2 separate regions of the Drosophila melanogaster genome follow, and region 1 is linked to region 2. A link is a contact called in public targeted proximity ligation data. All regions are on one chromosome and are shown on one strand. The core of a region is the stretch at or near the end of the contact, and the rest is flanking DNA. Distances in the headings are between cores, read along the strand shown.

Evidence for each region.
Region 1: a contact with region 2 is called in a targeted proximity ligation map of the Kc167 cell line, with 3 times the contacts expected there. A contact is called at or near these places in 35 of 107 Hi-C or Micro-C datasets (the Clone 8 cell line, the D17-c3 cell line, the Kc167 cell line and 12 more) and 5 of 7 datasets of targeted methods (the Kc167 cell line and the S2 cell line).

The regions. Positions count from the first base shown.
Region 1 is chr3R:31,678,793-31,683,968 of dm6, forward strand. lncRNA:CR44091 (long non-coding RNA:CR44091) reads right to left here and starts at 2,227. Exons shown (of 2, transcript NR_074070.1): 1 at 2,162-2,227; 2 at 1,804-2,103. It overlaps CG11550, which reads right to left and starts at 1,088. Exons shown (of 5, transcript NM_143625.2): 1 at 731-1,088; 2 at 541-648; 3 at 1-53. The coding sequence starts at 1,005.
Region 2 is chr3R:31,609,616-31,615,167 of dm6, forward strand. Med (Medea) reads left to right here and starts at 1,431. Exons shown (of 9, transcript NM_170560.2): 1 at 1,431-2,129; 2 at 2,364-2,632; 3 at 2,719-3,073; 4 at 3,272-3,493; 5 at 3,645-4,259; 6 at 4,320-4,602; 7 at 4,664-4,832; 8 at 4,889-5,015; 9 at 5,075-5,552. The coding sequence starts at 2,066. The coding sequence ends at 5,286. CycG (Cyclin G) reads right to left here and starts at 1,363. Exons shown (of 6, transcript NM_001276217.2): 1 at 1,266-1,363.

The DNA.
Region 1 (5,176 bases), core at 977-3,476, 70 kb after region 2:
GTCCCGGCTGAATGCCATCTTCATACATCCAAAAGTCAAACACCATGCAATAGCTGGAAGTGAAGAGCAAAGGTGTTCAAAATCGAGACCAAGCATTCCAAGGCAGGAGTGTATCCACTGATGCAACCCCTGAACTACACCCTTGTCTCTCAAGGCTGCTTAATTGTTAACTCTTAATTGACTGCCATTATGCAGCAGATTTTAATGATTGGTGGGTGATTTGTAAGTAAGCTGTGTACGGAGGCGACACTTAGCAACCCAGTATGTATTTCCGTGCTTTTCGGTGCACTAAGTTTGAGGGTTCAGATCGGACCTTTAATCTCTTCATGCTCCGCACGCTTGTCATAATCACGCCACAAATGACGTGCAAATCACACAACAATAACTGACAGCTATTAAGATGTAGTTGAATTAAACAAATGTTTGCGAACTGTCTATAGCTATTTTACTTGGGAGGGTCTATCAGGATTTTCTTAGTTTGGTGACGATATTAAGAGAATCTTCTTCCTTGATCCACTAAAATTACATGTTCGTACTCACAGCTTCATGACATCTGCAAAATTATAATTTGAGGTATTCAGGTCATCAAGCTTGGCGAGAATCACCCGGTATCCTTCGGGAGTGGCTCCTGGCAGGGGAACAATAGAGCTGTCCACATATAAGGAAATCATATTGGGTAAACGCACAATTGACGGAATTTAAAGAAAGGCTTGGCCTGAATAATACCCACACTGTTCGCATGGCGCGCCTGATCTCGGGCCGCTCGCAATCGAGGTTCACGAAGAACTCCTCCAGGTGGGTGCGGGCCGTGAGATTGGTGTCCAGGACCTGCTTGGCCACCTCCATGCTGTAGCGGCAGGCGTGAAAGAAGTGCAGTGCCTCGCCCTCGGAAAACCTATCCGAGATGTGCGGCTGCGCGTGGATCCAGTCCAGAAATTTCAGCACCTCCGGTCGCCTGATCTCCGGAAAACTGGCATACTGATCCTCCAAGTTGGCCTCCTTCATCGTAGTCGACTGCGCCGAGGATTTACTTCTGATCGTTGCGCTAATTGGCCCGAAACGCGATTGAGCGCGGTCAACTCTCGAATGAAATGGAAATGGAAGCTGGTTGCTTTCGCAAGTGAAACTGGTTGGCCGTCTGACTTCGCTTCGGGAATTCGGCATGCAATTCCGTGTGTTCGGGATGAGATGGGGAATTGGGGCTTTTTGGGAGGGGAGTTGGGACTAGCATGTGTTCAGTAAAAACTGGCAGTGGCAATCGCTGGTCACACGAAAAAAAACTCTAGATTTTTGTTAATTTAGTTTTTCCTCCAGTACATCAACTATTTGAATTTGAAACTTTATTATTCTTTCCAGTGTATTTATCTTCGGTTCATTTCACTTCGCCTCCATCAGGCTGCGTGAAAATGCATTTTTACTCGCCTGCTCTGCCGTACGGTTATCATTATATTTTTCCCTCTCTTCGGGATTGCATAACATGTGATCAAGTGATTGGGCGGCCGATCCATGACGAGGGGTCTGTTATTATTTCGCATGGCGTGTGCTCGGAAGATCGGGAGATTTCAGCTCCTTCATCAAATCCAATGTGCGACGCTTGACTGATGAAAGAAAATGATTTTTGTGCATATACATACATACAGGCGCATAGCGCTAAATGAAGATTAAAATCTTTAAGAGTAATATGTGGTCATATAGTTGTGTACATGGCGTATACATAATATTCGTGTACTGAATCGGTTGTCAAATAATGTAACTTTAAAGGCCAAGTAGAGCTCATTTATTGAACTATCAAACACAGTTTTTAATTAATTTATTTAAAAGTCCAATCCAATGTGGTTTGTTTATATTGGTTGCTCAATAAATTGCACATTTGAAGAATCCTTCGCCAAATAAGATGTCAACTTTAGCGAGTTCCTCGAGTTGCACTGCAAGTACGTGTGGCAACTTCTACTTGGACTTTATCCGCGGAGTCTAGCTGCCACAACGGCCTCATTTCCGCGGCAGACACTTGACATTTTGCCAACAGCAGACACCAGGCATCCACTCAGCCGGTCAGAAATCCAAACTGGCTAGGCAGCCTGTGCCTGCAGCCTGATCCGTGCACTGGGAAAAACGATCACTTAAGCATTTTGTCTGTTTTAAGTGGGTAATTTGTACTTACAGTCGGTAAAATCATATTACAATATGTGTTACCCATATTACCAGAATTTTAAAGTAATCAAAAAGTGGCTGCTTTTCAAAGTTATTTAGATTTTTTCACAGTGTGATTGTGGCATGCTTCGCTCGGTTAAAACAGCCGGTGCGCCACTTTGGCGTGTCTGAAATTCCAAACGGATTAGAAGCCGCGCGCAAAGAGCAAACGGCAACAGCAAATGTTTGCTGCCAATGGCAACCTGTTTGCGAGCCCGAGGAGTGGAAGCTGCGGGATGGTGATTGAAGAAAGGAGGAGGCGGAGGCGGCGGAGGAGTTGTGGACTTCTGTTCATTTCGAACTGCTGGGGGCTGGTGTCGTGGTGTCAGCCCCGAGTGTCAAACTAGGTGCCAATTCCAAATTAATTACACAGCCCGAAGTCCGAGCTTGATTCGCAGCTCGACTTGCACGTAGGGGTCAGGTGCACTCAATGATCCGTGGCAAGGGTAACATCATTGGCATGGGCAGAGTTTGGGATGAATTCTCAGGTGGGTTTTGAATTGGGGTTAATACAGTCGTTATAGAGTATAGGACTGTTATAAAAGATTAGAAGGTATTTATTTGTTGATTGGCAAAAACCATCCTGACCCGGTTTACCAATTGGGTAACTGCAGTCTGCCAACAAATGAGCAACGGACCGGCAGGCGCACTTCAATATTCGCATTGGTGACCCACAAAAATCAATCGCAGGAATGCCTGCATGCTAATCGCGGATCAGGTTTCCGAAGACCACGACGACGGTGATGGTAATGATGATCGCATGGTGGTGACAACATCGTTTGACGACGTGCGTTCTTTTTAAGTTGCCGTCACGCACCGAGTCCTACGTGCAGGTCGCCTCTCTGGGACTCCGGTGCTCAGTCCATCCTGGAACCCCGCCCAGTTACTCCGAACTTTTGCCGGCTTCGGCTGTTGCTTGTTGCCTGGCCATTTTTCACGCATTTGACTGCATTACTTAACCTCAATTGGGCAGACGACGTGCATCAACTCCCATCCACACTCCCATCCCCGTCCCCACTCCGATGCCAACTGCCGGCCACTCCCCAGCCCACTCGACGGCCCCCTTTCTGGCCAACGGTTGCGTTTCCGTTGCCCACCAGAGCTCCGTTGAACAAATGAAGTTGTCGCGGCGGCTTACAGCAATTTGCATGTGCCCCCTGCCCCAGATCCCCTTTCCGTGGCCAGCGGATCCTGTCCAGCTCCGGTTGTCCATTTCAATTGTCGATCGATCGCACAGCCCTGACTCACTTGTACACAGGAAAAACAGTATCTTCCATTTCCAAATCAATTTTATAATATGATAAATCATACGCAATTCTACTTGCAGAGCTCTAGATCAAATGGCTTTAGAATTCGATTCGAAGGGGTATTGAATGTGCAAGGAGTACGACTTTTTGGGCAGTGTGCCGCCCGCCCTGGCACCTTGTGGTCCTAAGTGCGCTCTAACAATTAACGGGGATTGGTTGGGGCAACTCCTATCCAACCCAACCACGCTTTCGTCGCTCGCCGGCTGAAAAAGCTTCAATTGTTCTGCGAGTCGAAAACTCGTTTTGCGCATGCGCGCCTTTTTTGTGGGTTTCGATTGTATTTTATTCGGTGTGTGGCTCTTTTTGTGTTATTTTAGCGGTTTTTGTTTTGATTTCTGATTGCCGTTCGAATGTCTTTTTTTTTAAGCCTGAAGTTGCTGTTGCGGTCGGCGGTGTTGCCGCTTTTTGTGCTGCTGCTGGCCACTTTTATTTACGGTGGCAAGTGTCGCTTGACAAATTGATTTTGATTTGTTTGGTCTTTTTCGCGTTTCTGTTTTGTATTTTGTGCGCCGCATTTGCAAGCCGGCAATGGGTGTTTTGTTAGGGGCTTGGCAACCTTGAGTTAAGTGCAACTTCGCCCAGGGAAATGACTGTTTGAAATGCCATTAAATTGCTTTGGTTCCCAGCCGAACAGGAAGAGGAATCAACAGCAATATCCATCCAATTATCGCTTCCTTCGAAGCATTCAAATTGGAAATCAAGCAGCAACAGTTGAACGCACTCGATTGCCTTCGATTCGCGGGGGTGGAGGGTGCGGCCTTGGGATGGGGTGGAGGATCGGGGGTAACAGGGCATTACACGCTCGTTGGCATCCTGTTTCATGCAACAGCAAGCAACAGGATGCCGCACAAGCACTCCGCTATCCGAGGGTTGCTCTGCCCAGCACTGAGCAAAATCGGTGACCAAAAGTATAATATATAGAGAATTACCGTTCCTAGGTACATTATTTTATGTGAAACAGCACCCCTAAGTTTTTGCCAGTGTGCCCTGCCCTAAATGGCCCTCGAAAAGCCAACCAAAGTCAGTTACAAGTGAATGCCAAACAAAGCCCGTCCCTCAGGCACCAGCGATCCATTCCAATCCATTCCAACCATCCATCCACTCAGCGATCGCACAAAGGAACAGGCAGCACAATGCATTAGTGCCCTCTGGAATAACAAAAACGAAAAGGAGCTGTGACACCGGAGCCCGATCCCCGATCCCCGAACCCTGATCGCCAAAGCCAAAACAAAGGAAGACCGGTCGTGCGTCTCGAGAATCCTTAAGCCGCAGAAGACGAGCAAGGAACTCTCGTATTCATCAACGGGCGAACACCTGATGATGACTTTGACTGCGACACCTGAACGTTAAAAAATGATAATTAGATGGTCTAGCAACCCTCGGCCAGACAGACGTTACAATCACCCTGACAAGCGGGGTAATGGAAATGGTAATGGTGGTGGAATCTCAGTGGACCGTCGGTAGAGTCTTCTTCCTTCTTGTGTTCGCCTAGTGTGAAGTGATCGTTTGACTACATAAGTGTTGTCATCCAGGGGTGGTTGCAGTTTGAGTATCGGGGAGTGCAGGCTGCTAGGATATTCGGAAGTCGCTAAACATTCCTTCCAGACAGTCCACCCTGCTGGACTCGCTTGAGAAGATGCGCCGCGCCCTAATTAGTGGCAGCCAAAAGCAACAGTGCA
Region 2 (5,552 bases), core at 181-2,680:
TGAAGGTGCTTGGGACTTTTCTCCATCAGCTGTGCATTTTCCTCCTGCTGATTTTTTTTAGTTCTGCTTTAGCAAAGCTTTGTACGTTTGCACTTGGTCCTTTTCAATTTCTATTTTCTATTCCTAAGCAAACAAACACATTCAAACACTCGCGCTCGCAAAAACGGTACTTCTCCGCTTTGTTGTTTTTTTACGAATGAAGAATATTGTGAGCGACCAGTGTTACCAGTAGGCCTACAAGTTCCACAGATTTGGTGCGAACTGAAATTTGTACTATAAAATACCCTAAGCCAGCGGAAGCGATAGTCCCTCACTATCGATGTGTATGTTATTCGATTCTCTCTGTTAACTAACATTTCGCTGTAATGTTATCGAACCCTAATAAGCCCGCAATAATTCTTTTTTGATGTCGAACAATTTTGAACACCGAACTCAAATAAGCCCGCAATAATTCTTTTTGGTGTCGAACAATTTTCAACACCGTAAGCCTGATAGGGATTAAATAATAACTTTATGCTTCTGAATGCGGGATGTAGACAATTTTATGACAAGTGATTTAATTAGTTAGGGAATTAAAAAATATGAGGGCAACAAATCCTCGAAGTTAAATTGAGTTCCCAAATTACTATTACAAATGGAAGCTTCTGTTTTGGCAGGGAATCGCAAACTTCCCACACATAATTTCACAATCAATGTCATTGCCAAAATATAAACATATTTACATATGTACGCCGCAAATCGAAATTCCGTTCAGATAAGCGTTGAAATTACGCATTTTGATAAGATATTTTGAAGATGGAAACTACGCAGCAAACTGTTTTACAAAAGCCGGAGAAATGCATTTCCGGCGAAAAGGAAATTCGTTACTGTTGCCAAGTGAACATTTTCAAGAGAAGAGGGGAAGGGGGTGGTCTATTTCAGGCCCCACTACACACACATGCATATTTCTAGAAACAACCTGTCACACAAACGACTCATCAACGGCAATTTTTTATGAATGAATTTTAGCAATTAAAGCAATGGAAAGAAACTTTTCAATGGGAATGCGAAAACATCAATTAACTTGTTGCACAAGATGTTCAGCCTTCGATTTTCCCCAATCTCAACGATAAGAAACTTTCCTCAATTTCGTCACACACACACACACATGCGAATGGGAAAAAACGCGTGGCGATTGATTTTCGGCCTTTCAAAAAGTTCGTTTTACGCACTGAACAGCCCGCGAAATGAGTGTAAGTCGGTGTAACAAATCTCATGGCACTTACCCGGATGCCTCTGCGTTTTGATCAGTATCTGCTTTTCTTGCTTCTTATTTCCAAAAAATATAAACTTATTCTCAAATCAAATCTTCGAGAACTGACCAAACTAGGTGTTTGTAAAAATCCAAGGTAGGTATTTCGCGCTTTGCCCATCTGGCAACGCCCGCCCATGTTGTATCGCGAAACGGTCACTCTGCACAGCCGCAACAAAATAAAAAAGGAAAAAAAGGCAAATTGGCTGGAAAACTGGATTTCGTCGGGCGGAAAATTGTACTTTCGAGTTTCCCAAGCAGCCAATTAAGTGCAAACTATGAAATTCCACGAAAAACAGTAAAAGCCAGTCTCTACCAAGGATTTGAGCAGGAAACTTCTCGCTGGGCGTGTGTGTGTGCAGTGCGTGTGCCAGTGTGCGTAAAGAAGGAGGTGGAGAAGACGAAGGAGAGGAGAGTTTTCGCAGGGAAATTACGCCAACTTTGTGGGAGTTCAAGTCGAGTTAGTTCAGCGCGCGCGTGTGTGTGTGTATGCGTGTGTGCAACACCCCCCAAGCCCACTCACACAAAGCCATCCAGCCGCCGTTTGTTTTGTGCTCACATTCGCGTGCCGCCTTTGTTTGGCTTTTCTTTGGCCAGTGATTCTACGCCTTGTTTTTGCCCGCCGCCGGCTTCGATTACGCCTGCTCCAGCCACCGTACGATCCCCACTCCGCTCTCCGCCGCTCACGATCCCCATTCCGGATCCGGATCCAGCAACAACGCCGCCGTGGATGCCCATGCTCGCACTCTGGGCTCGCTCGCCCAGGACTTTGGCATGGGCGGCGGCTCGGGGGCGTGTCCGCCCGCCCACATGTACGGCGCCGTAGCCCCGCAGGACAGTAAGTGAAGTTCTCTAGAGGAGCAGCAGTCATAGTGAACTCCTTTTCGAGTTGTTATTCTAAAATCGATTTGTGGCCAAGTATTGTGGACAATCCTAAATCTTACCGTAGCATTATTATTTACTGTTGATAAACTTGAAACTCTTTGAAATTTAAAATGAAATTGGATTGAGCTGTACAGTATCCGTTGATCTACTAAAAAAACTCAGAGCTAATTACCCCCACCATCTGCAGTAATTGTCCGGGACATGGTGCAAATGCCGCCGCCGCCCTCGAACGCCCCCACATCGGCGGACGCCTGTCTGAGCATCGTCCACTCGCTGATGTGCCATCGGCAGGGCGGCGAAAGCGAGGGATTTGCCAAGCGAGCCATCGAGTCGCTGGTCAAAAAGCTCAAGGAGAAGCGCGACGAACTGGACTCCTTGATCACGGCCATCACCACGAACGGAGCCCATCCCAGCAAGTGCGTGACCATACAGCGCACCCTCGATGGTCGCTTGCAGGTAGGTTGAGTCTCTCAGACTTTCTGCATCGAATTTGATAATGTGTATAAGCAATGAACTTACCACTTTACCATTCTCTATCGAAGGTTGCTGGACGCAAGGGTTTTCCGCACGTCATATACGCCCGGATTTGGCGCTGGCCTGACCTGCACAAGAACGAGCTGAAGCACGTCAAGTACTGCGCCTTCGCCTTCGATCTCAAGTGCGACTCGGTGTGCGTGAATCCCTACCACTACGAGCGCGTCGTCTCTCCGGGCATCGATCTGTCCGGCCTGAGTCTGCAGTCGGGCCCCAGTCGCCTGGTGAAGGACGAATACTCAGCGGGTCCGCTGGTGGGCAGCATGGACATCGATGGCAACGACATCGGCACCATACAGCACCATCCCACGCAAATGGTGGGGCCCGGCGGCTACGGATATCCACAGGGTCCCTCTGAATATGGTAAGACTACAGTATTGACATTAATTCGATATAGTTTGAGTTTTCGATACTGGATTTCTTGATAATTTTTCTATATTATTTATAATTTTAAACTGAATTGTTCATTTTACTTAATTGTTTACATTCGTTTATTTCTTTGGTTTTAATAATTTATTTATATTTGTTTCCTTTTGGCGATTTTATGTTGACTTTGCGTAGTTGGCGATGCCAATCCCATGAGTGCAATGTTTCCCACCGGGCGCACAATACCAAAAATCGAGCCCCAGGATGGAGTTGCTGGGTCGCGTGGCTCTTGGATGGTACCGCCTCCCCCCCGGCTGGGTCAGCCCCCGCAGCAACAACAGCAGCAGCCGCAGCAGCAAACCCCGCAACCTACACAGCAGCAGCAGGCACAATCGCAGGCAGCTGCTCACTCACTCCGTAAGGATATGGCCTTGATTATAGTTGAAGCTTCGAAAATCGAATTTTAATTACAATTTTTCTCATATGTTGGATTTTAAACTATTATAATATTTGTCTTATTAACAATTAGTTGAATACACATTAATCTTTTCCCAAAATCAACTTTCAGCTGTGCCTCACGGTATGCCGGGCATGCCTGGTCCAATGAATCCCGGTCCCGTGATGGCACCCCCACCCCCGCCGCAGCAGGCTCAGAATCCCCAGGGCAATGGGGTGCACCATACCCAGGCCAATTCGCCCACAGATCCCGCCTCCGCACTGGCCATGCAACAACAGCAGCAGCAGCAGCAGCAGCAACAACAACAGCAGCAGCAGCAACAGCAGCAATCAGGCGGTGTGCCCAATGGATCAGTTAATGCCGGCGGTGGAGCAGCAGCTGGAGGGCAGTACTATGGACAGCCACCTCCTGTTAGTCAGATGCAAGGTGCCGGTGGGGGTGGCACCTCGGTGGCCCCGTCCGTCCACGCCCAGCAAAACGGCTACGTGTCGCAGCCAGGATCCGCGGGCAGTGCTCCCGTTGGAGGTGGTGGCGTCTTTGGCACAGCCCAACCCACACCACAGCAGCCGCAGCAGCCACCGACCGGTGTGCAGGCCAATACTGGGTCTGCTGGGGCTCAGGCTGGCGCCGGAGGCGGTGCGGCTGGCACCTGGACAGGGCCCAACACCCTCACCTACACGCAGTCTATGCAACCACCAGATCCGCGCTCTCTACCCGGGGGCTTCTGTAAGTCTAGGCTATGTAGCCCACTGTGCGACTTTGTAATCCCTGTCCTTCATTTTCCAGGGAATTCGTCGCTTTCGGGTGACCTCGGCTCCCCGCAACAGACGCCTCCGCAGCAGCAACAACAACAGCAGCAACCACGCCTCCTGTCTCGCCAACCGCCGCCGGAATACTGGTGCTCCATCGCATACTTCGAGTTGGACACGCAAGTGGGCGAGACCTTCAAGGTGCCGTCAGCGAAACCGAACGTAATCATCGACGGCTATGTGGATCCCTCTGGAGGCAATCGATTCTGTCTGGGCGCCTTGAGCAATGTTCATCGCACTGAACAATCGGAACGGGCCAGGTGAGTACATCCCCCTGGGAGTAACTTGCAGAGCAGGGATTAATTACCAAGTTCCATGCAGGCTCCACATCGGCAAGGGCGTGCAATTGGATCTGCGTGGGGAGGGCGACGTCTGGCTGCGCTGTCTTAGTGACAATTCAGTTTTCGTACAAAGCTATTATCTGGATCGCGAGGCAGGACGCACACCTGGCGATGCTGTGCACAAGATTTATCCGGCCGCGTGCATAAAGGTTGGTGCAATCAAGAGAGTTTAATGTGATAGCTTAACATACATTTTCTCATGCAGGTGTTTGACCTGCGCCAGTGCCACCAGCAGATGCACTCGCTGGCGACCAATGCGCAGGCAGCGGCCGCTGCTCAGGCGGCAGCCGTGGCCGGAGTGGCCAATCAGCAAATGGGCGGCGGCGGAAGGAGTAAGTAGATGGAATCAGTTTGATTTAGGGAAAACTAATGTGTTGATGCGGTATTCCAGGCATGACAGCAGCGGCTGGAATTGGCGTGGACGATCTGCGCCGGTTATGCATCCTGCGCCTGAGCTTCGTCAAGGGCTGGGGACCTGACTACCCACGCCAGTCCATCAAAGAAACGCCCTGCTGGATCGAGGTGCACCTGCATCGCGCCCTGCAGCTGCTGGACGAAGTGCTGCACGCCATGCCGATCGATGGCCCGCGTGCCGCCGCCTAATCCGTATTTATTATTGGCCCACATCTATGCTAAGGACTCAGTTTTAGCGGCAGCTATCCGTCAGCTATTTGCGGATTTTGTGTTTTTCATTTGCAATTCTGATTACGATTATGTTTGCCTTTGATTATTTGATAATAATTTTTATAAAAAATTGAAACAACTTAGAAGTCTTAAGTATGCAGCTGTAAAGCACTAAGCATCTAGTTTTATGTACTATACTTAAATATACGCCCACACAACACCGGAGATACTGAACAAGCGGCCAA